Regions from separate parts of the Sus scrofa genome. Here region 1 is linked to region 2. A link is a contact called in public HiChIP or PLAC-seq data. All regions are on one chromosome and are shown on one strand. Each heading gives the region's core, a stretch centred on a gene start, on an enhancer-like site or on the middle of the called end of the contact. The rest is flanking DNA. Distances are from core to core; before and after follow the strand shown. Region 1 holds the start of IRS1 (insulin receptor substrate 1). Region 2 overlaps LOC102164493 (a long non-coding RNA gene).

Region 1 (2,700 bases), core at 168-2,667, 130 kb before region 2:
TCTGTAGCCGCAGTGCCCGCCCCCCAACTCCCCGCCCGTCGCCCCCCACCCTCACTCCTGCGTCTTCCCGAGTTCGGCACACGCACACCCCCCGTTTTCCCAGATTCCCCTCGTGCTTTCGGGTAGCCACCCAAACACCCCCGCCCGCGCCCGCGGCGGGGATTCCTGCGGGCCGGGGGCACCCTGGGTGGCGCTCGGGGAGGAAGGCTCTGCGCCAGGGCGGGCGGCCGCGCAGGGGCGCTGCCCGAGCGCAGCGCTGAAGCCGGCGCGGGCGCCTCTGCGGCACGACCGGGGGGCGGAGAGGGGCGGGCGCGGGGCGGGCTCAACCGGGAATGTAGAGACCCAGGCGGGAGCCTCCCGGCGGCGGCGGCGGCAGCCGGGCTGCGGAGCGCGGAGGCTCCATCACGTGTTTCTCTCCTGAGTGAGACGGCGGCGCGGTCGGAGGGGGCCGACGCGCAGAGCCAGACGCCGCTGCTTGTTTTGGTTGGGGCTCTCGGCAACTCTCCGAGGAGGAGGGAGGCGGGGAGAAGTAACTGCTGCAGCAGCGCCTCCCGGGGAAGAGGCGTCTTCCCCGACTCCTTCCCCAACCTCCCCCCTTGCCTCCCGCCCTCGTCCCCTCCCCTCCTCCCCTGCCGACTGGAGCGAGGGGCAGGGATGAGCCTGTCCCTCCGGCGCGTCCCCAGCTCCCCAGTAGCGTTTTGCGTGGAAAAGCCACTTTCTTCGCCTGTGGAGATGGGCCCGAATGGGGGCTGCAGAGGACGCGTCCGCGGGCGGCGGCAGCAGCAGCAGCAACAGCCGCAGCGCCGCGGTCTCTGCGACTGAGCTGGTATTTGGGCGGCTGGTGGCGGCGGGGACGGTTGGGGGGTGGGAGGAGGCGGAGGAGGAGGCGAAGGAGAAGGAGGAGGGAGAACCCCGTGCAACGTTGGGACTTGGCAGCTCGCCTCCCCCTGCCCAAGGATATTTAATTTGCCTCGGGAATCGCTACTTCCAGAGGGGAACTCAGGAGGGAAGGCGCGCGTGCCTGGAGGGGCAACGCGGGGACCCCCGGCCGCCGCCGCCTGCGCGCCGGACTCCAGCCCTGGCGGCGAGCGATGCATCTTCTCTCCTTCCCAGCCGCGGCGGCTGAGAAGAGATTTGGCTCCCCGAGGATCCGGGCTGCACTCACGCCGGACGCGCTGCCTCCCCCCAGGGCATGAAACGCCAGTAAACTCCGGTCGGGGCTATCTCCTTGGCGCAGCTGCTGCGTCCTCCCTCGGCTGCCCCTCCCCGGCGCGGAGGGCGGCGTGGATTTCGGAGTCGGGGTTTCTGCCGCCTCCAGCCCTGTTTGCATGTGCGGGGCCGCGGCGAGGAGCCTCCGCCCCCCACCCGGTTGTTTTTCGGCGCCTCCCTCTCCTCGGCGGCGGTGGCGGCGGCAGCATGGCGAGCCCTCCCGAGACGGATGGCTTCTCGGACGTGCGCAAGGTGGGCTACCTGCGCAAACCCAAGAGCATGCACAAGCGCTTTTTCGTGCTGCGGGCGGCCAGCGAGGCTGGGGGCCCCGCGCGCCTCGAGTACTACGAGAACGAGAAGAAGTGGCGGCACAAGTCGAGCGCCCCCAAACGCTCGATCCCCCTGGAGAGCTGCTTCAACATCAACAAGCGGGCGGATTCCAAGAACAAGCACCTGGTGGCCCTCTACACCCGGGACGAGCACTTTGCCATCGCGGCGGACAGCGAGGCCGAACAGGACAGCTGGTACCAGGCCCTCCTGCAGCTGCACAACCGTGCCAAGGGCCACCACGACGGGGCCGCAGGCCCCGGGGCGGGAGGCGGTGGGGGCAGCTGCAGTGGCAGCTCTGGCCTCGGCGAGGCTGGGGAGGACTTGAGCTACGGAGACGTGCCCCCAGGACCCGCCTTCAAGGAGGTTTGGCAGGTGATCCTGAAACCCAAAGGCCTGGGTCAGACAAAGAACCTGATTGGCATCTACCGCCTCTGCCTGACCAGCAAGACCATCAGTTTCGTGAAGCTGAACTCGGAGGCGGCGGCTGTGGTGCTGCAGCTGATGAACATCAGGCGCTGTGGCCACTCAGAGAACTTCTTCTTCATCGAAGTGGGCCGTTCTGCAGTGACGGGACCCGGGGAGTTTTGGATGCAGGTGGATGATTCTGTGGTGGCCCAGAATATGCATGAGACAATCCTGGAGGCCATGCGGGCCATGAGCGATGAGTTCCGCCCTCGAAGCAAGAGCCAGTCCTCCTCTAACTGCTCCAACCCCATCAGTGTACCTCTGCGCAGGCACCACCTCAACAACCCTCCGCCCAGCCAGGTGGGGCTGACCCGCCGCTCACGCACAGAGAGCATCACTGCCACCTCCCCGGCCAGCTTGGTGGGCGGGAAGCAGGGCTCCTTCCGCGTCCGTGCGTCCAGTGATGGGGAAGGCACCATGTCTCGCCCCGCCTCTGTGGACGGCAGTCCTGTGAGCCCTAGCACCAACAGGACTCACGCCCACCGGCATCGAGGCAGCTCCCGGCTGCACCCGCCTCTTAACCACAGCCGCTCTATTCCCATGCCTTCCTCTCGCTGCTCACCCTCCGCCACCAGCCCGGTCAGCCTGTCGTCCAGCAGCACCAGCGGCCATGGCTCCACCTCGGACTGTCTCTTCCCGCGGCGGTCTAGTGCTTCTGTGTCCGGGTCCCCCAGTGACGGCGGTTTCATCTCTTCC
Region 2 (2,700 bases), core at 78-2,577:
TCCTTCTCTCACACTGACTTTGAGAAGTTCCCTGCTTCTCAAATCCTGCCTGTCATTTCTAGGCCATGTCTTCAGAGTCACTAAGGGAGCCTTCCCTACTTCGGCTTCTGAAGGCTAAAATCTTAGAGAGTCACTCCTTTGTCTCTTTCCTCCTTGGATAAAATGGTATCTCTGGGAGAATAACACAAGAAGTCTCATCATGCTGAATGTTGTGTCCATTCCACTGTCTCCCTGGTGTGTAGCAGCAATGGGGACTCGGGTGGCGTTAAGCCAGCTCCAGGGAGGCAGGGAGACTGATGTGTCTCAGACAATCAGGGCAATCTTTTCCCTCTGATCAGCACTTGGTTCAGAAACTCAGATTGCAGCATTCTGTGAATGACAGCTCAGGGGTAAATGGCATATGCCCTTCCAAACAGAGAGAAAAGAAGTCTTTTGATTCAAGGGCTGGGGAGAGCATCTTTCTCTGCATCCCTCATTGCCCCTCATTGGATGCAAACATGGAAGCATAGGGCCCTAACTGATTCATGTAGCCATCCTATAACCTCAGGGGAAAACATTCAGATGGAGCTGACACTGCATTGAGCAGAAAAGAGAGATAGAAAGAACTTGAGTGTTTCATGACACTGTCCAGTCCAAGGATCATCCAATCCTTATCAAGACTTCCAGAGAAGTAAGACATACGTTCTGTGTTAAAACCCTTAGATTTAAAACAGCTAATGTAACTAATACAATGGGTTTGCGAGTGTTCTTTTCTGGGATCAGGTTTTGAGTCCAGGAGAATAAATAGAGCTGGGAAGAAAGTAAAAGGAAAATAGTTCCCAGAAGAGGAACTGGAGAGGGTGGAATATAGAGAAATGTGCTGGAGCTCTATCTGTGTTGTCTGGAGATGTGATTACTTTTTCTCATTAATCAGGGATAAAGACTCTTTTTCTGTGATTTTCCTTGACGCCCTCTAGATCATGCTACACTGAAGGAGAGATCTGCCTAGTGTTTCTGGGCAAGGTTGCAGCCACAGGTCCAGCAAACAATAATAAGAGCTAATATTAACATTTATAAACCACATTCCACTGTGCAAAGGGCTGCTACTACTTGATTTCATAGGAACCTGAGACCAATTCCCTGGAGTGGATTTTTATCATCCACATTGTACAGATGAGACAACGAAGACTCAGGGAGATGAATTCAAGGGCACAGGACCACCTGGCTGGTGCAGGGAATCCAGGATGAAACGCTAGCATTCTGACTTAGGGGTTTCAGTGCTTCCACCACCCCACACTGCTGCTCTGCCATTCCACGTGGCCTCTGCATTCCCTGGCAGGCAGCCGCTTCCTCTAGATTTAGAATCAGCTTTCCCTGTTGGCATCTCTTAGGGAAGGCAGCCCCAGGGCTTTCCTTATCGGTTTGTGGTTGCTAGAATTCTCTTACCATGAAAAGGGCTTTATTTCTTGGCATCTAATCCCCTTCCTTATCTACTCCCTCTTCTCCAAGATTTCACTGGGCTTCCTGTTGGTCTTGAGTTATGAACACCCTGCGTTGACAACGGGAGTCAATTTCTGCCTTTGATTCTAAGGAGAATCCATGGAATGAATTCTACAAAATGGTAAATTGACTGGATCATTACCTCTTAAGTAAGTCCCAGGAAAGGTGATGAAATGATAGAAAAGTTATCCTTACTTTGAGCGGAGGGTGAATAAGCTCTTTGGTTTTTAGTAACACCCATGAGATGATGTCTCACCACAGATAGTAAGAAAGAAAAAAGAAGAAAAAAAATGAGAGACAGAAGGAGAAGCAAATATCTACACAAACATTGGGAGTCAAAGAGTATACAGAGGCAATAATTTTCTAACCTCTAAAATTTTTCTCTCATTTTTGAGTTAAATTAAGCATTGCTTGGTTGGCACAATTAGCCATTCTACAGAGGCTCTTGCGCACCCCCGAATGCATTAAATCAGTAATTTAAGTGATGGGCTGATGGAGTTAGCAGCTGACAAAATGGCAGATGTAATCAATAACCCACTGGCTCACAAAGCAGTTGATTTGCACTCCCAGTGCCTATTGTGTTTATTTGTTAATCTCCTGTACAGAGTATAGATAAATTACAAAATGGTATTGATCATTTCCTATAGTTTACTTTTCCTTCTCCCAGTAAGCCCTTACGAATTAAAATGGAAGTAAAGCTTAGGAATTAATAGGTCAAATTTTGTTTTAGTCATGTTTCCCAGGGCACAGTTGCATTTTTGATGGCCCAAATCCCTCCCTCCCTGCTTTAATGAGGCATGCAGTGGTTAATTGTTTCATTCTGTCTTTTTTTTTTTTTTTTTTTTTTGGCTACCCTGCGGCATATGGAGTTCCTGGGCCAGGGATCAGATCCGAGCCACATTTGCACCCTATACCACAGCTGGGGCAATGCGGGATCCTTAACCCACTGTGTCCGGTTGGGGATTGAAATTTGCCGTGGTGCTTCAGAGACGCCGCCGAGCCCACTGTGCCACATCAGGAGCTCCTCACTCTGTCCTATAAATATCATGCTTTAGCTAAAGTGAGACTTTAAGAGGGTCAGAAGCTGCCAATCAGGGACTCTTAGGACTTTCAATCATTTTGTCCCCGACTTCCATCCTTTTGGCGGCTTGTGAGTCTTTGAATCCCCTAACATGGGAGATTTGGGTACTGGGGTGTGTGTACTCAAGAAACTGATAGGAT

The links. HiChIP or PLAC-seq counts read pairs in DNA pulled down with a chosen protein or histone mark.
Region 1: an H3K27ac HiChIP or PLAC-seq map of skeletal muscle shows a contact between it and region 2. The contact joins the promoter of IRS1 here to the enhancer-like site in region 2. A contact is called at or near these places in 1 of 5 promoter capture datasets (liver), 8 of 47 Hi-C or Micro-C datasets (fetal heart ventricle, fetal liver, heart right ventricle and 3 more) and 2 of 2 datasets of contacts at active chromatin or transcription factors (alveolar macrophages and skeletal muscle).

What each region holds. Positions count from the first base shown.
Region 1 is chr15:128,306,001-128,308,700 of Sscrofa11.1, reverse strand. IRS1 (insulin receptor substrate 1) reads left to right here and starts at 1,417. Exons shown (of 2, transcript NM_001244489.1): 1 at 1,417-2,700. The coding sequence starts at 1,417.
Region 2 is chr15:128,180,783-128,183,482 of Sscrofa11.1, reverse strand. All of the region lies in intron 2 of LOC102164493 (a long non-coding RNA gene), which reads left to right. Among named protein-coding and RNA genes, the nearest start is that of IRS1, 130 kb to the left of the region's middle. Within about 2 kb of position 1,327, at least 2 of the 83 cell types and tissues checked have an H3K27ac peak or open chromatin away from gene starts, as enhancers often do. A contact at or near this core is called in skeletal muscle, where this site is marked.